Linked DNA regions of Mus musculus: region 2 is linked to region 1. The links are chromatin contacts, called in public Hi-C maps. All regions are on one chromosome and are shown on one strand. The core of a region is the stretch at or near the end of the contact, and the rest is flanking DNA. Distances in the headings are between cores, read along the strand shown.

Evidence for each region. A called contact is a pair of places that touch in the nucleus more often than the background predicts.
Region 2: a contact with region 1 is called in a Hi-C map of Th1 cells, with 1.9 times the contacts expected there. The contact joins the promoter of Palb2 here to the enhancer-like site in region 1. A contact is called at or near these places in 1 of 39 promoter capture datasets (macrophages), 24 of 484 Hi-C or Micro-C datasets (CD4 T cells, CD8 T cells, CD8 central memory T cells and 12 more), 8 of 115 datasets of contacts at active chromatin or transcription factors (the 230-238 cell line, the SCID.adh cell line, effector CD8 T cells and 2 more) and 4 of 9 other capture datasets (adipose tissue, embryonic stem cells, liver and 1 more).

The regions. Positions count from the first base shown.
Region 1 is chr7:122,084,275-122,090,934 of GRCm38.p6, forward strand. It overlaps Ndufab1 (NADH:ubiquinone oxidoreductase subunit AB1), which reads right to left. Exons shown (of 5, transcript NM_001360744.1): 5 at 6,556-6,660. Among named protein-coding and RNA genes, the nearest start is that of Ndufab1, 14 kb to the right of the region's middle. Within about 2 kb of position 3,462, at least 41 of the 459 cell types and tissues checked have an H3K27ac peak or open chromatin away from gene starts, as enhancers often do. A contact at or near this core is called in the 230-238 cell line, CD8 T cells, Th1 cells and 3 more, where this site is marked.
Region 2 is chr7:122,130,805-122,136,941 of GRCm38.p6, forward strand. Palb2 (partner and localizer of BRCA2) reads right to left here and starts at 2,142. Exons shown (of 13, transcript NM_001081238.2): 1 at 1,916-2,142. The coding sequence starts at 1,963. It overlaps Dctn5 (dynactin 5), which reads left to right and starts at 2,237. Exons shown (of 6, transcript NM_021608.3): 1 at 2,237-2,377; 2 at 3,365-3,433; 3 at 4,248-4,366. The coding sequence starts at 2,330.

The sequences.
Region 1 (6,660 bases), core at 2,212-4,711:
CCCAGCAACCACATGGTGGCTCACAACCATCTGTAATGAGATCTGACTCCCTCTTCTGGAGTGTGTGAAGACAGCTACAGTGTATTTACATAAAATAATAAAATAAATCTTTAAAAAAAAAAAAAAAAAAAAAGCTGAAGGTAGCCTTGTCCCTTATTTCTACTTCTACCTCTACTTTCAAAGTGCGAAGATTATAGATGTGTGCCACCATGCCCTGTTTTGCTTGGTTCTGAGTTATTCTATCTCATGTCATGGGTTTCTATGGCTGGGATGCTCTGGTCCTGTGTAGGTTAGCAGAGGACTCCTCTCCTACCTGCTCAGGGTTAGGTTCTCCTAGTGATCGTTATGGCTGTGTCCTCATATTCAAGTCAAAGATGTAGATTCCGCTGGTCATTACTGAGGACTATTGTAGTTCTTGATGGACTTGTGCTCTTTGGTTAATAATGGAAACCCGAGTGGCAGACCCACCTCAGTGCAAATACCCCACTCAGGTTGTCAGGTGACTGACCCTGTAATGCCTAGCTCTACTGTGTTCTCTGGAGTTGGAACCTGTCCTCTAGCAACTGCACAGGAGGGTGTGTTTGTTCCCAGAGTTCTGTTAAAAGCACCAGTTGATGCACTGTTCTGTTTCTCACACCCTTCTTAGACCTTGTCACTGTGAATGAGTGTCATTCATTGTGAGCCTGGGAATGTTGAGCAGTTACTCTGTATAGAGATAACAGCACTTTGACTGGTCATTTCACAGGGTTTTGACCTCTGGTTGTGATGGATAAATGGCTGCTTGGACACACCTTTTCTAGGGCTCTGGCCTTTAAGGGAAGCATGGAGGCCAGAGAGGGGCCTCTGGGGCTGTCTGTAGGATTTACTCTAAAAACTGTATTCAGGTTCTGTCATGTCAGCACTCCATTGATCTGTCACATCTTCATGGTACCCTCATTTCAGCCCAAAGGACTCAGGCCCAGAGAACAATCACATGCCAGTCAGTAACCGGCTTACTCAGCACCCAGATTTCCTGACGCTGAAATCTGCACCCATTTTCCTGACTCTTGGGGACTTAAGGAGAATGGTTCTTGCTGATTTTGCTTGATTGTCCTCTTCCTGATTTCATTGATGCATGTTAGGAATTGCTTATATAAACTTTGACCTTGGCATTTATTCATTGAATTTATTGTTAATAAAAAGTCTGAAATTTACTCATTTGGCTTTATAATCATTTTAAAACTCGAAAGTCATATGTACTATACCTGATAAAGAAATCTCAAGTGATAGCTGAGTGTCTCTAGTCTACTCATCCCCATTCTGAAGGAACAGAAGTCATGTTAGTTTTCAGCATGTAAGGCGCCATCCCAGGAACACAGGGTCAGCCTTACTCACTTGGTAAAGTGAGGAGGCACCACACAGCCTTGATTGAGCCCTGGCTCCAGTGTGGCATTGTTATGCCTTTGCTCATTTTCTTTGTGTTGCCTCCTTGGGTATCTCACAAATCCCTCAAATCATGATGTCTCAAATGGAAATTATGACACCCCTTAAAATCTGACCTTTTTATTCCTGGTTTCAGATGCAGCACAGCTCTGTGAATAGCTGAGATCAAGTTAGTTACTCAGAGAAGCCTCTATCCACTACTGGTGTTTGTTTGTTTTTTGGTTTTTTGAGACAGGGTTTCTCCGTGTAGCCCTGGAGCTCACTGTGTAGACCAGGCTGGCCTTGAATTCAGAAATCTGCCTGCCTCAGTCCCCCGAGTGCTAGGATTAAAGGGATGCCCCACCACTGCCCAGCTCCATCCATTACTTTATCCTAATCGCCAAACCTTTTTTTCCTTTCTTTTGTAACCATCAACCAGGTTCATCCTCTTTAGCCCACCCTGGTGTCTACATGGCTCTGTCCTCTAGAAAATCTCACACCGCCAACAAGCTTTTTAGACTGTAAGGTCCTTTGGTCCACTGAACCATAACCACCTCTTCAACTGCAGGTGACCTTCTAGGCTGTGCACTCCTGAAACCAGAGGCTGATCTCCCACTTGTTTTTATTCTATATTTTATTTCTGAGACAGGGTCTCATGGCCCTAGTTCACTTTGAACTTGTCAGGTAGTTGAGGTGTGTGCCACATAGGACAGCCACTTGCATTTGCAGTCACTCCTGCTCCAACTGTGTCCTGCCTTTCCTATGTGGCTTCTATAGAGTTTACAAAAGCCTTCCAGGCACCTGTTCCCCAGCCTTGGCTGGAGTATGTCAGTTTTCATATCCTTTACAATACTTCCATTCCTGAATTACTAACAACATATTTTAAAACGTACATGTTAACCATCTATCTCTGATGTGTCTTGGTAGTGACCATTACTAATTCACACTTTGGTACCTTTCTTTTTTTTCCTTCCTCATTTTGGCATGTTTTATAAAAGTAGGAGCATGCTACTTATTTCTACTTCATTGTTTTGAGACAAGCTGCACTGTAGCCTCCAGGCTAGCCTTGAACTAAATGCGTAGCCAAGGGTAATCTTGAACTTCCAATCCTTTCACCTCAATCTCCTAACACTGGGGTTATAGGCATGCATTTTATTTTTGCTTAAAATAGCAGCTTTTCTTATTCTGCATATTTGTTTCTGTTCAACCAACCCCACTCAGAGTTTGATGATCTTGGGACTCAAGGTGCTTGAGATTATATATAGTGATGCACACTTTGGCGCTCTGGCAGACATCCAATTACAAGTCCTTAGTATCGTCCTTTTCAAATGTGTATTGAAGCTTCCTCTCACCTTTTGACAGATTTGACAGTTGAAAGAATGGTACTGTGAATTCAGAGACTCACCCTAACTAGTCATCAGTTAGTGGTTTTGGTTTGGTTTTTTTCCCCCAGGGTGATTTCAAAGTCAACTGTTGACGTACTTCACTCCTAACTATATCTAGGCAGCTTAGTTATTCTAACTGCTGTACCTAAGAAATTTCACTTTGTCTTTCACATACGGGCAGCTTAGTCACCCCAAATGTCTACTTCCTAGAGCTTTCCAGCTCCATGGTTACGAGGTACCGTCTCTCTGGTCTTTGATTTCCAACAGTCATGCTGCCTTTCCCGGAACAGCAGTGTGGGTTTCACTTCTGTACTCTCTCACTGTCATCTTGCTTACAGGACTGTAGCAAGAACACCTGGTGGGTGACGTTCAGAACAGCTTTAGCTCGCATTACTGTAGGTACTGTCACAGAAACTCGAAAGGTTCCCCTGGCCCTCCTGCGGGGCGCGGTTAGGACTGTGTGAAGGATATATATATAGTGAGGAGACTATGAAGAAGCTGAGTTAGAGGGACTGGGAGACAAGGGCTGGAGACAGAGCTATTTCCAGGTCTTTTCAGTGCTGGGCATAGAACCTAGGGCCTCATGCATTCTGAGCAAATGTTCAATCACAGAGCTCTATCTCCAGCCACAAGGGCTCATGAGAGTCACCCAGGGCACAAAAAAAGAGGAAATTACCCAAACAAGCTTGCCAGCTAGATTAGCTGAAACAGCAAGCAGTGAACTCTGCCTCAGTATGTAAAGTGGAGAACAATGCAAGCAGGCACTTAGCATCAACCCCTGTCTTTGACACGTGAACATGCACACAGAACTTACACATCAACTCTATGTATTCTGTTCTCTGATTTGTAGTGTGGACTGCTCTATGTGGTCAGTTTGCTGCCTATCAGAGCTCAAAATCCTTATTGAAACCATCCCTGTGAATTCTTAGAGCAGAGAGGTGTTTAGCATTTCAGCAAAAAAGACCCTAAATGTGTAAGCCAGTGAGCTGGAGACGCATCCAGAGTGATGTGACTAGGCCAGATGTGTGGGAGAGGAGAGACAAGGTCAAGGCCTGATGGCAGGCACTACTTAGTGATCTTCAGCAGAAACGATCCACATGCATTTTTGCGCCAATTCTTCAGCTACCCTGGGATTTAAAGTAGCCATTTACAACTTTGGGGAATATTCCCAAAATAACCTGGAGTAAGTTCCAGTCAGCAGCCACATCCATCCTGTGTTTTTCACTCTTGGTTGTCAGTGTGTAGTAAATACTCCAGCTCTTCATGGAATAAAGACATCTGTAAAGACAGACTCCTTAGTGCTCTGTGATGGCTGCTTTACATGATCTTTTCCTAAATGTTTACCCAGTCTCACTAAGATGGCAGCCCAAATATGAGCTGAACAAAGATGACACCAAAGGACAGGGCAAAGTGAAGAGAAAAAACTCCTGAGGCCTTAACCCTACATGCAGAACTGTAGGCACTTGAGGAAAGCTGGGAGCAGCAGGTGTCTTCTCCAGAAAAGAGCATTCCAAGTGACTGACTGTTCAGTGCCAGACTGCCAGCCCTAAAAGAGTACATACAAGTCATACTGTATGGACTGAACAAGTTATACTTAGGAATGTATGTGTATATAGAGATACACATATAACAACCAAGAAGTGGCCATGATTTTGAAGGAGTGGGGAGAGGTATATGGGAAGGTTTGAAGGAAGGGAAAAGGAGTATATTGTAATCTCAAACTAATTTAAAAGGAGGGTGGTAGCTGGGCAGTGGTGGCGCATGCCTTTAATCCCAGCACTTGGGAGGCAGAGGCAGGCAGATTTCTGAGTTCCAGGCCAGCCTGGTCTACACAGAGTTCGAGGACAGCCAGGGCTACACAGAGAAAGAAACCCTGTCTTGAAAAACAAAGCAAAACAAACAAAAAGAAATGTGTCTTTCTTCGGGCTGGTAAGATGGTTCAGTGTGTAAGAGCACTGACTGCTCTTCCAAAGGTCCTGAGTTCAAATCCCAGCAACCACATGGTGGCTCACAACCACCCATAATGAGATCAGACACCCTCTTCTGGTGCGTCTGAAGACAGCTACATTGTACTTATTTATAATAATAAATATAAAAAAAGGGGAGGATGGTAGCTGAGGGTGTAGCACAGTAGTACAGTACTTGTCTAACATGTACAAAACCCTGGAACCCAACCCTAACACTATAGGGGAGAACCCCCAAAACTAACAATAAATGAAAGGACTATGTATGGCTAACATATCTAAAATAACTCCTGGGAGTCAGAGACTGGGCACTTGAGAAAGAAATGGGCATTGAGAGTAGGCCCCAATGCAGAGTTGGTTCCTGCCTTTGTCCTACTGCATCCCTCTGAAGCTTCCCTGCTGGGGGAGGACCACTCGCCTCAGTCCCTCACCTGATGATACCACCTTCTGAAAGCTTTTGCTTCCTTTCCCTTCTCCAAACTACAGGAAAGAGCAATTATGGCATGACTCTCAAATTGAATCTCAAGGTGTGAGCTATGTGTATGTTACCTACATCAAGAGGCAAACTGCTGAGAATACAAGGGTAGCAACGTGGAGGCATCTACCCACTGTCCCAGCACTCAGAGGACTGAGGTGGGATTATGGCTCGAGGCTTTGTCTTGGCTACACAGCAGATCTCAAATAGGAGATGAACCAGAACTGACGCGGGGTATATGTCTAAGAAGCAGTGCTTAAAGCCAAGCTGACCCTCAGGAGAGCTGCCCTCCCCCCAAAGTTCAGTCCTGGTTTTCTGCAAAGAGGTCTTGAAAAGGGAGGAACTAGTCCAGCAGCCTCTGACTCATCAGGCAGGGAGGGAGAAACAAGTGAAGCAGATGTTTTTCAGCATGAAACCAAGGATTGAGGTGGGTGGCAGGGGGAAGCCTACTTCAGGTACACTGATGGAAAAAAATTTTGAAACAGGGTCCTGTTGTCACCCAGAATGGCTTTAACTCTTACATAGTAGGTTTCACTAAGATGCTCTCAAACAAAATCTGTCATTGCCTTTTATTGTTCTCCCCAGCTGCCCATCACATGCCCTGGGAGGTATTTCTGATATACATGGTTATCAATAACAGATCTTTAAAATTATAAGCAACATCAATAAAAATTAAAAATGTTAAGTCAAGCAGGTTAGTTGAAACCTATAATCTGAATCTTGGGAGGCTGAGGCAGGACGATCACTGTGAATCTGAGGCTCGAGTTAAATGAGTTTGGGCCAGAATAAGACTATCTCAGAACAGGGACCCCAATGGAGGTGCTAGAGAAAGTACCCAAGGAGCTGAAGGGGTCTGCAACCCTAGAAGTGGAACAACAATATGAACTAACTAGTACCCCCAGAGCTCCTGTCTCTAGCTGCATATGTAGCAGAAGATGGCCTTGTCGGCCATCATTGGGAAGAGAGGCCCCTTTGTCTTGCAAACTTTATATGCCGCAGTACAGGGGAATGCCAGGGCCAAGAAGTGGGAGTGGGTGGGTAGGGGAGTAGTGGGGGGAGGTATGGGGGACTTTTGGGATAGCATTTGAAATGTAAATGAAGAAATATCTAATTAAAAAAAATAAGCAATACAAAAAAGACATACTAAAAAAGAAAAAAAAGAGAGAGCCGCGTTCCGAACATTAAGACTTCACAAGGAGACAAATACATGGCATGTCCCTGTCACGTGTTCCAATCTTTCTTCCTTAAATACAATACATAATAAAACTGGATAATCAAAAAAAAAAAAAAAAGACTATCACAGAAAAAGAAAAACTAATTGAGAAAAATACTAGTTTTGTAATAGATTTATTTTTAACGGGTAAAACACTCAGACAATTTAAATACAAGTTGAACAGAGCCGCTGTCAGTCGGCCACGATGCCATCGTGTGTCCT
Region 2 (6,137 bases), core at 892-3,391, 45 kb after region 1:
ACGAGATCCTTTTTTTCTTTTCTTTTTTTTTTTTTTGGTTTTTTGAGACAAGGTTTCTCTGTAGCCCTGGCTGTTCTGGAACTCACTTTGTAGACCAGGCTGGCCCCGAACTCAGAAATCCGCCTGCCTCTGCCTCCCGAGTTCTGGGATTAAAGGCGCGTGCCACCATGCCTGGCTAAGAGATCCTTTCTTAAGAACAACTCCACAAACCAAAAGCATCAAAAAAGCTACAATGAAAGTTACTAAAAGGTCCTTCTTTTCTGCTGGGTGCAGGCTGACTGCTGTTGAAATGGGCAAGTTCATGAAACCCAGGAAAGTGGTGCTAGTCCTAGCTGGACAATACTCTGGATGCAAAACCGTATCATGAAGAACACTGATTGATGATGGCACCTCAGACCGCCCTTACAGCCATGCCCTAGTGGCTAGAATTGACTGCTATCCCCCAAAAGAGACAGCTGCCACAGGCTAGAAGAAAATTGCCAAGCAATCCAAGATAAAGTCCTCTGTGAAAGTTTATAACTATAACCACCTCATGCCCACAAGGGAGTCTGGATATCCCCTTGGGCAAAACTGTTGTCAACAAGGATGCATTCAGAGACCCAGCTTTGAAACACAAGGCCAGGCAGGAAGCCAATGTCAAGTGTGAGGAGTGATACAAGACAGGGAAGTGCAAGTGGGTTTTCCAGAGGCTTCACTTTTAGGTATGTTTTTGTTTTGGTCATTAAAAATTAAGAAAAAAAGTTACTAACAACTTAAACTTTTCTTAAGCACTTTCCCCACCTCATTCCCCAGCACTTTTGTGGGACTCCAGCACTTCTGTGCTAAAGTCACTTTAGTCCCCATCCATTCTCAGACACATAATAATAAAAATGGCAGATACTTTCATAATGTGCTTCAGTTAGTCCTAGGGAATTTTGTGACTTTAATGTCCAATGACTCAATTAGCACTCACAATAACCCTAACAAATAGATTCTATTATATAATCATCCTCCTTTGAGATATGCAAACTGAACAGAGAATAAGCAGTTCCTCCAGGATGCTGCCATTTATAACTGCTCCATTTAACACCCCCCCCACACACACAGAGGTTTCATATCATATATATTTTGATTCATAATAGCAGCAAACTGCAGTTATTAAGTAGCAACCAAATTATGGTCATGGGCCACCACAACATGAGTAATTCTGATCTTAACCTGTTATCTTGTCCTCAATCTTATCAGTAAGTAGGAGTTATCTTGTTTATTTGTAAATGATCTTTACCACCCTTAGAAGGTAAGACAGGATAGGAAGACAAATTAATGTGAATTCTAATTTTGCACAGAAAGCACAAGAACATGGAAGTAATATTTAAGTCTTGCAGGAGAATAATATTCTGAGCCTGAAAGAAATGAGAGCTCCTTCTAACTACTACACTAAATTTGTATGCACACACACAACACCTGTTCATTATATGTAATATTTATATTATTTTCTTCCCCTCATCTTGTTCCAACGTGGGTCTTAAACATGGAGAACACCAGCTGCAGAACCAACCAGAGTACACGTTATAACCATCCCCTTCTCCAATGTAAACCTATTTTGGAGGTCAAGCCCTAACAGACAAACACGAAAATGTATATATATAAGGCTGTTGACGTGACGTGAAAGATTTATGTGACGGGGCCGGAGTGGAGTGGGAGAGAAGAGGGCCTCTAGGTTTACCTATATGTAGTTTTACACCTAATATTTATGCAGTGCCACTAGAAGATGGGTTTGGCTCGTCTGCATTTTAAGCTTCGCCACCCGAGCAGCGCGCTCGTCTCAGTGACTTCTCGTGGAGGCTGTAGGTAGGAGGACACTGCCTCGGATACAGGAACTAGGTTTGAAAACCCAGCCTAAAGCCCTGGGTCACCCTTCCCGCAACCCGGGCACCTTTTCCTTCTCCGCATAGCTGAGGGGCTTCCCGGAAAGCTCTTCCATCGGGTTGGAAGCCGAACGCAAGGAGCAGCCGTCTCCAGCCTCGGGCCTGTGGTCACGGGGACCCAGCCAGGGCTTCCTAGGGCCAAGAGGAACCCCTGGGAAGAACGGGGACCTAGTTCACCCCCACTATGTTCCTGCCGAGCCACACAGGTTCCGCGCGCTAGCCGCTCTGGCCAATTAAAACCTCTGTTCGCTCTGCGCACGCGCAGCTGGAGACTGCCGAGCGATCGAGCAGGCTTGACTAGAGGAGAGTCGAATGAGAGTCCAGGGCGGGGATAGCGGAAGTGGCCGATCAACCGGAAGTAGCTGGAATCACCGTCTGCCTGAGCTACTGACAGGATCCTGAGGTTCAGAGAGGGGGAAGCCATGGAGTTGGGCGAACTGCTGTACAACAAGTCGGAGTACATCGAGACGGTGCGCGTGTGGCGACCCTGCCGCCGCTGGCAGTCACGGGACCCTCGAGGACTGGACGGTCGCCCCTCCCGTCCCGGCTGCACTGGTTCCCGTTCCCTCAGTCCCTTCCTTGGATGACTTAGAGATGCTTCGTGTTTCATCTGATTGTTATTTAGTCGGTGCATGCATGCATTAGGCTCTCTTCTCCTTCATCTCGTGTGTGTGGGTGTGCTGTGTAGCGGGGGAGGAAAGTGTGGATGTGGGAGAGTTTCTATGCATATATATCTATGTGTGTGCATATACACACGCCTGAGTTTCCTGTTAAATAATGTCTTCCAGAGGAATACACAGTACAGCCTATTCATTCTGTATATAAATTACATTTTCAGACTCCGGGCCCTTTTTAAAAATAATATTTCACAGTCTGCTTACGTGCTAAGACGTTATTGTTTCTATTCGTCAACTCATAATACAACATATGTAAACTGCCCCCGTTAGGGTTACTATCATTATTTTTTCTGTGTGTCTGTGATCATGGAAAAGTAATTTTCCTCACTGAAGGCTATGAAACCGTAATATGGAAGTGGGGTCTGAATGCACATCAGTCATTAGACCGCTCATTAGATACCGATCCTGAATTCATTTCTTGAGCTCTCAGTTCCTGATCTACCCTTGCTCTTTTGATAGATTGGATTCAGTTCCTGAGTGCTCTTATCACGGAGCCGTGCCCACAGCCTTCCCCCCCCCCCCCCAGTGCATTCCTTCTCCAGTTTGTTTTTGTTTGTTTGTTTGGTGATGGAGTCTCACTTCATAGTTTAGTCTAACCCCAAATTCACAGTCACCCCACCCAGAGCTGGGACAGTAGGGGTGCAGTATACATTCAGGCCTCATTCATTTTTAGACTGCCCTTCATTTGAAGTAATTTTCTCCTCAATGTGAGCTTTCATGATGGAAACTGTAGTCCAGAAATCCTCTGTTTTTTCACTCCAGATTTCTGTTTGCTTTTAGGCATCTGGGAACAAAGTTAGTCGCCAGTCTGTTTTGTGTGGAAGCCAGAACATCGTCCTCAATGGCAAGGTAAAGGGCACAGGCAGCTTCAGGAGGTTACCCTTATGCCTTCAGCTAGTCACTGTATCAGCAGGGTATATGGGATAGTGCTGTCTCCAATTTGTCATTTCCAGTTCTCTCTCTTTGTTTTTGTTTTTTTAAACATTTATTTATTTTATGTATATATGAACACATTGTCACTGTCTTCAGACACACCAGAAGAGGGCATTAGATCCCATTACAGATGGTTTTGAGCCACCATGTGGTTGCTGGGAATTGAACTCAGACCTCTGAAAGAGCAGCCAGTGCTCTTAACCGCTGAGCCATCTCTCTAACCCCTCTTTCTTTGTTTTCATTTTTTTCTCCAAATTAGATTTATTGAATGCACAAAGACGATCAGGGAGGAGAAGCCAAAAAAATTAGAGAGCGGCCCATTAGATGGGGAATAAAGAAGCTTTAAGGAAGAGGGTGGGGAGGGCAGTAACACGTGAAATATAACAGGAGAGAGCACAGGAGACACAGGGCAGCTAGACAGAGGGAGAAGAGAGGGGAGGAATTTCTTCTAAACAGAACGTGAACACTTCTGTCATTTTCTTCAGTATTTTATTTAAATAGGATTTACATTGCATTAAATATTATGAGTAAGAACATGGTGGTGGTGGAGGGAAGGGCCAGAAATCTTTTATGTCTGAACAGAATGCAGTGGCAGATTGTTCTCTGTGCTGTATTGTGCCTAGGACTACTAGACACAAAACTCATGAAGAGGCAGTATCTTAAGTACTTTAAAACAGAATTCAGGGACATGGACTTAACTGGTATTTTTTACACGTGTTTTGCTTTATAGACCATTATAATGAATGACTGTATCATCCGAGGAGACCTGGCAAATGTAAGAGTTGGACGTCACTGTGTCGTGAAAAGCCGTAGTGTCATAAGGCCACCGTTCAAAAAATTCAGCAAAGGGTATGTGACTTAATTACCTGTTTGCAATCCTAGGCTCCATCCTGTTCTGGTGATGTTGCCCATGACCATGTGTTTAGATGTGTAATGAGAAGATCTGGCCATTTGGGGGCGCTGCATAAGCGCTCACAGTAATGAACCTCTCTCTGGGTGTTCATTGTTGGCTGTCAGGAAGAAAAGTCCCTACAAGAAACAGACAACCGAACACAGATAGTAAAGCCTGAGTAAACGGTAAAGCTGGAGTTTCCTCTCGAATGTATTCCAGAATCAGATAGTGCTGAGAAATTTGGATTTTTAATTTAAAATTAAAGAACTCTCAGGACTAGTGTAGCCAATAGTTTCTTAAACTGCAAGTCCCTGTATAATCATTGCATAACTGAATGTGGAGGGCTCTGACAACAAATGAAAGGTTTCTGAGTTTGTAAAACCAAAAATTAACTCAAAAGGAAATACAGAGTGAATCCAAAGTTTCTGGCAATATCTGCTCATGATACATCATCTGACGCTGCTGCAGCCTCAGCTCTGTGCACACACGCACACTGCACTGTGCACGACACCATACACGCCGTCCCAGTGAGTGCTTCCTCAAGCATTCCACTCAGATTTGAACTGTGGTAAAAATTCTAATGTCTTTACTGCATATTTTCCTGCTACTAGAGAAAGAGTGTTTAGTTATTGAAAATAAGCTTTTAATATTTTCCTACAGTCATTCCTTAACATGTAAGTATAAAGTTAGTATATCCTTGGGTTTTATCATATTAGAATGGTGGGTTTTGAGGCTAGAGAGATGGTTCACTGGTTAAGAGCACCACTGCTCTTACAAAGGACCTGGCTGGTTTACAGCTGCCTATTGTTCCAGTTAAGGACTAGTTCGTTCTTCTGGCCTCCTTGGACTCTTACATTCAGGAGGTGTACATAAACTCATATAAGCAAATGCACATATGTAGAGGAGTTTTAATCCAGCAAAGGGCTACTCTAGCTGGAATGCCGACACACTTTAGGACACACCTTTAATCCCTTGGGCTTGAATGCAGACACGCCCTTAGTATATACCTTAATTCCAAACAATGAAGGTAGAGTTTGTAGAAGGAAAGGCCTGTGCTTGAAAGTGGTGTCTAATTGAGAGGCCGACAAAGTAACAAATCAGAGAAAGATTTGACACTAGGATATGCCTAACTCTCAAGAAAATAGGGAGGAAAGAGAGGAGAGGAGAGGAGAGTTTTACAGGGATGGGTTGAAGAGAGAGTGAGCTAGACATAGGTGAAGACAGAACAAGCCAGGGAATGAGAATAAGCCAGAAATTAGAACAGATTGCCAGAGTTAGTATGAGATTAAGCAGAGCAATTTAGTCAGAAGCCAGATTGAATCAGTCATCTTGGAGAGGAGTTTAAGCCATAACAACTGTATAATTATTATGTATAATAATAAATAAATCTTTGGGCCAGAGTAAGCAGGGACTGAGTGAGCGGGGTTGACCAGAACCAGCAGAAGTCCTAAATTCAATTCCCAACAACCACATGAAGGCTCACAACCATGTGTACAGCTACAGTGTACTCACATACATAAATTAATAAATAAATAAATATATCTTTAAAAAATAAAATAAAATTTCTCTATGATTTACAATGAGATTGGACACATTTAGATCATTATGGCCATAGACTCCTTATGATCTATTACCAGTAATTTTGTGTGTGTGTGTGTGTGTGTGTGTGTGTGTGTTTGAGATAGGTCTAGTGCAGCTCAGCCTGGCCTTGAACCCCCTAATTTTCCT